Regions from separate parts of the Mus musculus genome. Here region 1 is linked to region 2. The links are chromatin contacts, called in public capture Hi-C maps. All regions are on one chromosome and are shown on one strand. The core of a region is the stretch at or near the end of the contact, and the rest is flanking DNA. Distances in the headings are between cores, read along the strand shown. Region 1 overlaps Scpep1 (serine carboxypeptidase 1). Region 2 overlaps Cuedc1 (CUE domain containing 1).

What was found. Capture Hi-C pulls out chosen DNA fragments and counts their contacts.
Region 1: a capture Hi-C map of embryonic stem cells shows a contact between it and region 2, with 3 times the contacts expected there. The contact joins two enhancer-like sites. A contact is called at or near these places in 2 of 115 datasets of contacts at active chromatin or transcription factors (bone marrow-derived macrophages and embryonic stem cells) and 2 of 9 other capture datasets (embryonic stem cells and pancreatic islet).

Annotation. Positions count from the first base shown.
Region 1 is chr11:88,947,124-88,952,585 of GRCm38.p6, reverse strand. Scpep1 (serine carboxypeptidase 1) reads left to right here. Exons shown (of 13, transcript NM_029023.3): 2 at 32-180; 3 at 5,352-5,441. Among named protein-coding and RNA genes, the nearest start is that of Scpep1, 5.6 kb to the left of the region's middle. Within about 2 kb of position 1,970, at least 81 of the 459 cell types and tissues checked have an H3K27ac peak or open chromatin away from gene starts, as enhancers often do. A contact at or near this core is called in embryonic stem cells, where this site is marked.
Region 2 is chr11:88,136,806-88,141,762 of GRCm38.p6, reverse strand. The region is part of intron 1 of Cuedc1 (CUE domain containing 1); the gene reads right to left. Among named protein-coding and RNA genes, the nearest start is that of Cuedc1, 40 kb to the right of the region's middle. Within about 2 kb of position 2,367, at least 128 of the 459 cell types and tissues checked have an H3K27ac peak or open chromatin away from gene starts, as enhancers often do. A contact at or near this core is called in embryonic stem cells, where this site is marked.

The DNA of each region.
Region 1 (5,462 bases), core at 721-3,220, 810 kb before region 2:
CTCAGGGAGTAACACTGACCTTCCGTTTCAGGATCTGCCATCGACTGGCGGGAACCCGAAGGCAAGGAAGTATGGGATTATGTGACTGTCCGAAAGGATGCCCACATGTTCTGGTGGCTCTATTATGCCACCAACCCTTGCAAGAACTTTTCAGAGCTGCCCCTGGTCATGTGGCTTCAGGTACAGTAAAGTCTTCGCCTGGCCTCCAGGTCAGGTCTCCTTTTAACCTCATTGTTTGGTTCTTAGTTTCCAGCTTAGCAATGACTGACTCATTTTGGTCCTTCTGGTCCTGGGGGCGGTCACATGCTTCTGAGACAGCCTAAAGCAAGAGGGTAGCAAAGGAAGCCCTATTTTCTGGTCTTAATTTCTTTCATTCATTTTTGGAGCTAGGGTTTTTTTTTTTTTTTTTTTTTTTTTTTTTTTTGGTTTTTCGAGAGACGGTTTCTCTGTATAGCCCTGGCTGTCCTGGAACTCACTTTGTAGACCAGGCTGGCCTCAAATTCAGAAATCCGTCTGCCTCTGCCTCCAAAGTGCTGGGATTAAAGGCGTGTGCCACCACCGCCTGGCTGGGTCTTTTTTTTTTTTTTTTTTTAAAGATTTATTTATTATATTTAAGTACACTGTAGTTGTCTTCAAACATTCCAGAAGAGGGATTCAGATCTCATTACAGATGGTTGTGAGCTGGGATTCGAACTCAGGGCCTTCGGAAGAGCAGTCAGTGCTCTTGACTACTGAGCCATCATCTCTCCTACCCCTGGACCCCTGGAGATAGGATCTTGTTATGTAGCCCACAATGGCCTTGAACTCATCACAATCCTGCCTCAGCCTCCCAAGTGCTAGAATAGTGCTCAGCTCATTCCTTACCTTCCAGACTCTTTATATGGAGTCCTGACAGTTTCAAGGCCCCTCACTGAAAGCTGTCTGTGATACAGTTGGCTTCTTACAAAAAGAAAGTGTTTGAAAAGTTCTGAGCCAAGGCTGAGGTACCCCAATCCTCCTCCCTTCTTCCTGTCCACACAGTCCTGAGCCCCAACTTTGAGTCCCCAGGTAAGCCATGTTTTAAAACATTTTTGAGGTTATAATATAATTATGTTTCTTCCCCTCTACTCTCCCATATACCCTTACTCGCTCTCTTTCAAATTCATGGCTTCTCTCTTCATTAATTGGTTACTGCATACATATGTGTGTATGTATATGTGAATATATGTGTGTGTATACATACACACACACACACACACACACACACACACACACACACACACACACACACACACACATATATTCCTAACTATAACATGCCAGTCTTTTGTATCTTAGCATGGATGTGAGGGTTCTACCCTTTTCCCTAGTGTGTTTGTATTTTAACTCTGAGTTCTGTCTCATGAGTTGAAGGTTAAAAAAACAAACAAAACAACCACCACCACCACCACCACCTGGCCTTGTGAACAGTTTAGGGATAGGCAGAGAGCTGCTGCATTCTTCAAATGGCACCTATGGTGGCCTCGCCCACCGGAAAGACTAGTCTCTAGGGAGGGGTTGAGGAACCTTGAGGTTCCTGAGGTCTCACCTGTAATTAGGACACCCTGGTACTCACCTCTGTGGGATATGGGGCGAGGCTTCCTTCTCAAGGGCCTGCCCGAGCTGAGGCTCTGCCCTAGGTAGGGCCTGACACTGCAGACTTGATGTGTGGGTGAAATAAGAACAATTCTGAGGCTGAGCCTGCTGCAGGATCTTCACGGCTGCCCTATTGGGGCCTGAAGATAAACAGCTCTGCCGGGTAGCACTAGTTGGAAAATTTCCGGAGTGGAATCCGTAATCTGTGCGCTCATCCCAGATGCGGCAGCTGATGAACGCGTGGTTGCCCGGAAGAGCCTGGATGTGGGAAAGCCTTGAGCCTGCTGGTGTGGACACCAGACCCTTCTCTGGGCCATAGTGTTCTGAGTGGAGGGATTTGAGTGATTTTGAAGCCTTCAGATGAAGCCAGTGTTGGGGACAAAAAAGCAGAACTAAAGCTGGGGTGGGGCAGCTGCGGGGTCCTGGGTTTGTGGCTGCCTCTCTGTCCCCTGCTACCCACAGTGTACTCTCTGGGCTTTCCAGAAACCAGTTTAACAAAACAAAACAAAACACTGCATTTCATAGGCTCAGGATTCAACTTTCCAGGGGGGTGGAGGTGGAGTTTGCCTACCTTGTACAAGGCCTTGTCCCCACCACTACAAAACAGAATGAAACAAAAACCAAAAGTTGCAAGCTAGCCTTCTCTTTCACCATAGAGTTGTTTTCCTTATCTGGGTGGGGTGGGGGGTGGGGTTTGGACACTAGCATCTGCCTGGCCCTGGAAGTTGTCTGGTGTGTGTGTGGCCTGTTGGTTAGGTTAACCCTCAGGCGGAGTCGCTGTACAAAGGATAGTAACTGAAAACCCTCATCTGCTCTTCCCTATTTCCCCAGAGCCCCAAGGAAGGAGGCTAAAATAAGGAGGAAACAGTTAACTTAGATGAGAAGAGCTAGTTAAGGAGGAAACAGTTAACCTAGATGAGAAGAGCTAGTTAGCAGCCTTCCAAGGACTTAGGCAGAAACTTCTTTGCAAAGCGGCTCATCTTTGAGAATGGAGGTCACGTGAATAGCGAGTGAGCCATTTCATGGATAGGAAGCTATTTTTCAAGTCATTTCAGCTTACTCGCTGACACATTTATCTTAGAGGAACCGAGAAGCCCTGAGCCTCAGCTCCCCATACCACTTTTTTCCAGGGTTTCTGGGTGAAGATTTTTGTGATCTGTTCATTATTATTGTTATTATCATCCTTATATTTAAATAAGGGCATAAGATAGGGCTCAGTTTGTAAAGTGCTTGCTATGCATCTATGCGGATTTGAACTTAGACACCTATACTTGTCAGGATGATCCCTGGAGCTCCCTGGCCTGCCAGGTAGCAGAGTTCGTGAACTCCAGGCTCATCGATAGACCCTGCCTTCAAAAATAAGGTGGAGAGCGATTGAGACAGACATCTAATGTGGCCTCTGGCTTCCACGTGTGCCTGTGCACGTACACACACGCAAAGTGAGATCTTCCCGGCAGTTTCTCCTAGCTACTGGGAAAGGAGCACAGGAAGATGGAGCAGAAATGGACGATGGAAATCCTCCCGCAGTGGCCCAGGCTTCTAGATTCTCAGATGTGCTCCCCGAAACTTTGGTTTTCATCTGGCCCCTACAGAGAAGCCTCTGTGAAAGAAAAGACCCACCTTCGTTTGAGGGTGCACCTTTCCTCTGTGTACTTTGTATTTCCTTAGGGGCCACAGCATTTTCTGGGGTTTGTGATTCTTCTAAGTGGCCCCGTGATTCATCCTGCAGATGTGGTGTCTCACCCTCCTCCCTCTGGGAGGACTTCCAGTTGCGCCCTGCCTCTTGGTGCTATTAGTGGCGCTGGGATGAATATCTCCAACTGGTTTGTGAACTTTTTGCCGCTGTATTAGGAAATCTTAACATATAATCCCGGGGGAGTTGAGCCTCTGATTTTTATCAAGGAGGTTAGTGTCAGTTCAGAACATTAAGGATGGAGGATATTTAGCAGGTAGTGCCTGTTGCCTTGTCTAGCCGGCCCTTGGCCCTGTTTCCACTCCTCCGTCTCTCCTTGTGGGAGGGGCAGGGTCTTGCCCAGACGAGCCTTCAACTGAATAAATAATTCTCCTTCCTTTGCATACAGTGCAGGGATTACAGGTGTCTGTTACTATACCCCAAAGACACCTCAGTCTGTCTCTTTTCTTCAGATTGCCCTGACTTCCACTGTGCCTGCTTCCCTTTCTGCTCGCCCCTCTCCATGTGCTGAGAGACTGTATACCCTGGGCCTGTCTCTGACTCAGCTGCTAATATTTTCCTCATCCCTGCCCCCAGCTCATCTGGACCTCCTGGATCCATCTAGAAAAACCCCCTCTTTTTTTCCTGATCATCTGTCTCCCAGAGGACCTGTTCCCATCAAATCCCCCTTACCTGCCCCATTTTGCCTGTTTGCTTCTGCCCACCCCTCCCCCTCTGAGCCCTTCAGAGCACACAGAGCTTACCCTCTGCAGTTTGGAGGCTCCAGTACTGAACTTCAATTTCGAATCCTGCCTCTTTTGCCCATGTAAAGACCCCTGATGTCCCCCTATACTCCTACTCTGAGACTTCTGTGTTGGCTATGGTATACGCAGAGGGTGTGCTTATCCATTGGGCCCCAAAGGAGAGTCTTCTGCCTTTCAGTTGAGGGGTAGGAAAGAGTCAAAAAGCTCAAGTTCTTGTTCAGATGGAGCCTGCAGTTGCTAAGAGGGCCAGGGGCTAGCCTGTTCTATCCCTCTTTGTAGCTTTATGATATTTGAGAAGAGAGAGATTTAGTGAGCCCCAAGTCAGGCCCAGGTTTAAGTCCAGAGAACCAAGAGGCAAGAAAAGTCACCTAGGTTCTGGCCCCACACCTCCTCCACTCTGGCTTCGAACGCAGTGATCTGCCTGCCCTGAGTGCTGGGGTTAAAGGTCTGTGCCACTGCTGCCTGTCTCACCTAGGACTCCTAAAATTATCTCCATCCTTTCAGAGAGAGACTTGCATGGTTTCTGCAGGAGTTTGGTGGGTGCAGGAGCTCCCAGAAAATGTGGAGCTGGAAAAAAATAAATAAACCACTTTCTTTGCTTTTAAATTTTTGTTTGTAGCTCAGGGCTCCCGATCTCGCTGCTTCATCCCCCTCCAGGGCTGGGGTTAGAACTGTGCATTTCCTCAGCTCGCTTGCTTGCTCGCCTCCCTCCCTCCCTCCCTCCCTCCCTCCCTCCCTCCCTCCCTCCCTCCCTCCCTCCCTCCCTCCCTCCCTCCTTCCTTCCTTCCTTCCTTCCTTCCTTCCTTCCTTCCTTCCTTCCTTCCTATTTTCCTTTCTTTCTTTTTTCCTCCCTGTAAAGAAAATTGATTTAGTGAAGACATGTTGGAAGTTCCCACTTGGTCTCCTGGATACCCATGCTACATATATGGGTGAGCAGATTAATTTTTCATTGCTTCATTAGTCAGCCTTCATCTCACATGAACCTGACTTACCGGGTGCTGGCTCTCAGCACTTGGCTTTTGATGAAGAATAAAATGAGATTTGAAGGTTATATAAATCTAACCATGCCAAAAGTTTATTTTAACTAGGAAGTTAAATAAGGAAATAAAGATCTAAAACTATCCCAAATATCAAGTTCATGCATATTTAGCCAAATAAAAGCATTTGAACCTGTATTTGAAGCTGCAAGTGTGTCCTTCGTATGGGGTAATTGTGGCCCTTGTGGATTCTCAGTTGTTTACCTGTGTACATCTCTGCTGGTTTCTCTGCCTAATGTCTGTCTGTTTCTTTTTCATCCACAGGGTGGTCCGGGTGGTTCTAGCACTGGATTTGGAAACTTTGAAGAAATCGGCCCTCTTGACACCCAACTCAAGCCTCGAAATACTACCTGGGTACAGTGAGAACAGCCCTCA
Region 2 (4,957 bases), core at 1,118-3,617:
GGGCAGCCAGGGCTACACGGAGAAAGCCTGTCTCCAAAACCAAAATAAATAAACAAACAAAGCTGAAGAGGTGGCTCAGTGGTTAAGAGCACTTGTTCTCTCAGAGAAATCAGGTTTGATTCCCGGCATCCACGTGGTACCTCACAACTGTCTGTAACTCCAGTTCCAGGAGATGCACGGTACTCTTCTGACTTGTACCAGACATACATGCAACAAAACACTCATATGCACCATCATAAATCAATCAATCTTGGAAATATAAAACATCATCAACAACAGCTAAGGAAGGAACATCCTGGCCAGCTCAAAACCAACCCAGGCTACATGGCGACTTATGGTCTAGCCTGGGCTACAGACCGAGCCCCAATCTCAAAACAAACAAAAAAATAGCAATGTCCACAAAGTAAACAAACAAACAAAACCTCCAAGGGACTTGGGATGGACTCCTCAACACCGCAGGTCTCCCTGGCACACAGATGCCAACCAGAAAGGTAGCCAGAATGTCCTCTGTATACTCATCCCCACCCTGAAGGCCCCAGGTAAATCAAGGAGGCCTAGGGGATATTCCAGGCTATGCTAGCTGAGAGATACCAGCCTAGAGGAGAGCAGCAGAGGGGTGAGGCCCCTCTTGGCCTATTCTGGGTGTCTGAAGATGTCCCTTAGCCCAAGGAGCTTCATCTAGGAGAGGCTGAAAAGAAGAAAAGAAGAGGAGGAGGAGGAGGAGGAGGAAGAGAAGGAAGAGGAGGAGGAGGAGAAAAAGCAGAAGGTCTCTGAGACATAAAAGGCAGGAAATAAAATCTCCTCAGACTCTGCTGGCGTAATTGAAAATGGACCATATGCCAGGCTCTTGGCAAGGTGCATCTCACAGTCTTTATTTGATTTCCACAACAGCCCGATGAGGCAGCTACTGTTCTCCTTGTTTATCCAACAGGAAACGCAGACACTGGAGGAGGAGACCGAGGACTCCTGGTGTGTTTGGCCAAGGCTGAGGAGAGATTTCCCTGGTCTTTGAGGAAAGCCTGGAGGGATACTCGCTCTATCATCTCTCTTTCTAACACAATAAAAAGAGATTTAGGTTAGACTCCAGAGGAGATGTTAGAGGGTCGTTTACCCTCAGGGTAGACCTGGGAAAGCGGCAGCTTCAAGTGGCCACTTGGCACGCAACGGATAACTTAATCTTTACCACAGACCCCATTTAGAGGTCTCTTCAGGCAATGTGGCCCCACCTCCAGTCTCAAGGGAGGCTTTTGAACAATGTAAAACCCGAGGTCACGTGCATCTTTTGCTAATCTTAACAAGCAGATGGTCCGAGAGGTTAGATATTAGAAGGAAGTCTTTTTTTTTTTTTCAATAAATAAGGCAGGGTTTGCTGATTTAATCACCACCAGGGCTGCACTGAAATTTGCACCTGATTTCCTACTAAAAGCAGAGCCTACTAGTGCACCTGTTGGATAGTGAGTGGTGTGCAGCACACCCACACAGAGAGGACAGGCAAGCCAGCCGCTCAAGCAGAAAGCTCACAGCTCTCCTCAGGAGCCCCTCCCTTCCTGCCTGAAACACTGGAGGATCCTCAGGACACAAAGCAGACCCTGAGTATCCAAAAGCATTGAGCTTTGGCCTGGAACAGAAGGCCTCTGACAGGTTGTCACCAGCAGGGAAGACCCTGGACCAGCAGAGGGAAGGGGAGGTGCTGTGGATCGGGAGTGGGGGAGGGATGGGGGGGTGGGGGATAGATTTTTATCAAGTTGCTCCTTGGAGATGGGCTGCCGTTTTTTGAATGTCACTGGTTTGAACCAAACGTAAATTTACTATTGGCCCTAGGACAGAAGACAAAAACTGCATACCCAGATGTGGTTTTCTTTAGGGCAAATGCAGTCCTGCTACCAAAAGCCTGACTTTCTCCCCCATTCTAAGCTTCTCCAATCTCTTAGCCTCAAAGGTCTAGAAAGGTCAAAGGCCTTGCCTCCAAGGTCACACCAAAGAAGCTGAGCAAGCTGATCTCTACTCAGGATCCCGCCCCAGGTGGCCAGCAGCTGCCCCTGAGAATAGAGAACCTGGGGGCTGGGACGAGGGCATTTATGAGTCGCGGCATCCCGATGGTCTCAGGAGGCGAAAGGGAGACTGTGGACCCGGCAGCAGCCACGCTGTGGTTGTGGGGATGCTTGACTAGAGGACTAATCCCTGCCTGGCTCCCCAGGCCACCACAGTTGCTGTGATGAATTCACCTCCCCCTTTGATCCCAAAGAGGAGAGGGGGCGGGGGAGCATTGATTCACCCAAAGCAAAAGCAACACAAAGGCTGCACCTGTTTCCATGGAGACTCGATTGACTAAGCAAAGGAACAAAACAGGGAGCAAGAAACGCAAACCCGTCACCACCTTCCGGGCCAGCGTGATCGATGTTGGCGGGCCAGTGCCCGACAGGAAGACAACGGAAGGATGAAAGGTGATCGGCAGATCTGGGAGCACATGGGGAGCCCTTTCAGTTGGACCTCACTGGGCCCCGGGGCAAACAAACTGCCTGCCCGGCCCTGACTCCTGCGAGAAACCTGAACAGAAATCCCAAGTGATAGATTCTTCTCCTCACAAAGAGATTCTTTGCTCGACAAAGGAATTCCTGGAAACGACGAGGCAGAAAGGTTGGGAGGCAGACGCTTTCTCTCTGCCTCATGACCAACTTCTGAGGAACAGGGAGAGACTGAGGGAGTAACTTCCAGTAGCAAGTTTATAAGAGAAGACACCAAAATATCCACGGGGTATAGGCAAAAGGAGGGCATTATAAAACATCTGCCGGCAGAGGCCCACATAGTACCAGAGGACATTGCAGAAACGAGGGGACAAAAAGTAAGAGACCCAGCAGCAGGTGTCTGAGGATCCTGAAGGCTGTGTGGACGCTCACTCTTCAAGCTGTTATCCTTAGATGAAGAGGGAAAGTGGTGAACAGGCGTCATCTCTCCATGAACACGGACAAGAAGCCTGAGATGCCCTGAAAAACTGGGGGGTTGAAGGAAAGATGCCAGGTGTGTGATCAGCAGATGGCAGGGGCTTTAATGTAGTTATGGGAGTCCTTAGCTTGTTGTTTCTCTCCCTGACTCCCTCCCTCCCTCTTTCCCTCCCTTTCTCCCCCACCCCCACCCCCACTGTGGTATGTATGTAGAGGCCCCAGGCCACTCTCCACCTTACTTTTTGAGACAGAGTCTCTCACTGAACCTGGAGAGCAGCAACCTCCAGGGATGTTCTTGACTCTACCCATCCAGCACTGGGATTACAGGTGCACACTGGGCCCTGCTGTTTATGTGGCTGTTGGGGGAATCTGAACTCAGGTCCTCACACTTGCGTGACAAGCTCTGTACCAGCTGTGCCCTCTTCCCAGCCCTCCCAAGCCCTTTGGCTTGCTCTAGATGTTTATCAGGTGACACACGCTAAGCACCCACTTCTCACATGCTGCGGTCATGTCGGGAAGAAGGCAAAGTCCTTGGAGAGTCTCCCCAGGATGTTACAGAGCGAGGTCTTTTCCTGTCTATAATTCCTACGGGGGAACGGAAACCAAGGATAGCAACCAAAATATTCCCTGAGCATCCTGTGTGGGCCAGGCACTAAGGAACTATTAGACTCCCTCATCTTCTTCACCACCCCACGAGGGAACCATTATCCTCTCGGTTTCCTAACAGGGGAGCAGGCAGAGGGAGGAGAGGAGTGTGTCACGCGCCTGGCAAGAGGCAACGCCAATCTTCAAGCTCAGCTCTGCCCAGCTACTGAGCCTGTGGACAATGCCCTGCCTCACACCTGCCCAGTCAGCCTCATTCAAGAGTCCAAGGGTGAGGGCAGGCAAAGAACAGATACTGAAGTGGAGGCAGAGCAAGGACTCAGGGGACAGACTCTGTAGCCCTACCCCAAGGCACCTGTCTGCGGTGCTTTCCTTGGGAAAGGTGGCTGTGCTGTGGCCACATTCCTTCCTAGTCTGAGCTTAGTTTGCCCACTCTGTAGCAAGGACACATCCTTATAAGATAAGGAGATGAACATGTGACACACATCCAAGGTGTCAACCAGGCAGTGAAGAAGAAGAATAAATCCCAGCTCCCTCAGCAAACCTTCACAGAGCAGTCCTTGCAGGGCAAACACTTAGGTGGCATCTCTGGGACTGGATTCAAATGACCCTTCCCCCTGGGAATGTTTGAGGAATCGTGGGGGAACCTGGCCTCCCAAGGATGCTCGGATGCATATATGCGTAGCTTCCAGGGTATCCATGTTTACCTGTTGTCTTTCCTGCTGTACACTATCTGAGCTTGAAGCTTCTGTCCTGGAGATGCTCTACCCCATTCCCTGTCTAAAGAGACAAGCACAGAAGGAAGGCTGTCCTGTGGTGGAGTCCCAGGGAGATAGAAGGTCCTTAGGACCCAGAGAAGGTGGCTGGCTTTATTTTCTTTGTGTCTTATCTAACCACCTGTTTTTTAGGTAGACTTGGGAAGCAAGGATTCTGACCCAAGGACGTTTGGCTAACAAAATTCATTGAATAAAGACATTGAGGGGCTTTCGAAATGGCTCAGCCAGTAAAGTGCTTGCCTTGTAATCACGATGACCCAGGTTCAATTCCCTGAATCAATCTCTCCCTCTCCCTCTCCCTCTCCCTCTCCCTCTCCCTCTCCCTCTCCCTCTCCCTCTCCCTCTCCCTCTCCCTCTCCCTCTCCCTCTCCCTCTCCCTCTCCCTCTCCCTCTCCCTCTCCCTCTCCTCCATCTCCCTCCCTCCCCCCTCTCTCTGTGTCTGTCTGTCTGTTTCTGTCTCTCTCTCACACACACAGAGAGACATGGAGAGAAAGAGAGAGAGGTGTGTTTACAATCCCAGTGCAGAGAAGATCAGCGGATCCCTGAGACCAATAGCCAGGCAGCCTAGCCTAATCAGAAAGTGTCCCACTTCACAGTGAAAGATCCTGTCTTAAATTAAAAGGAGGGAAAAAAAAG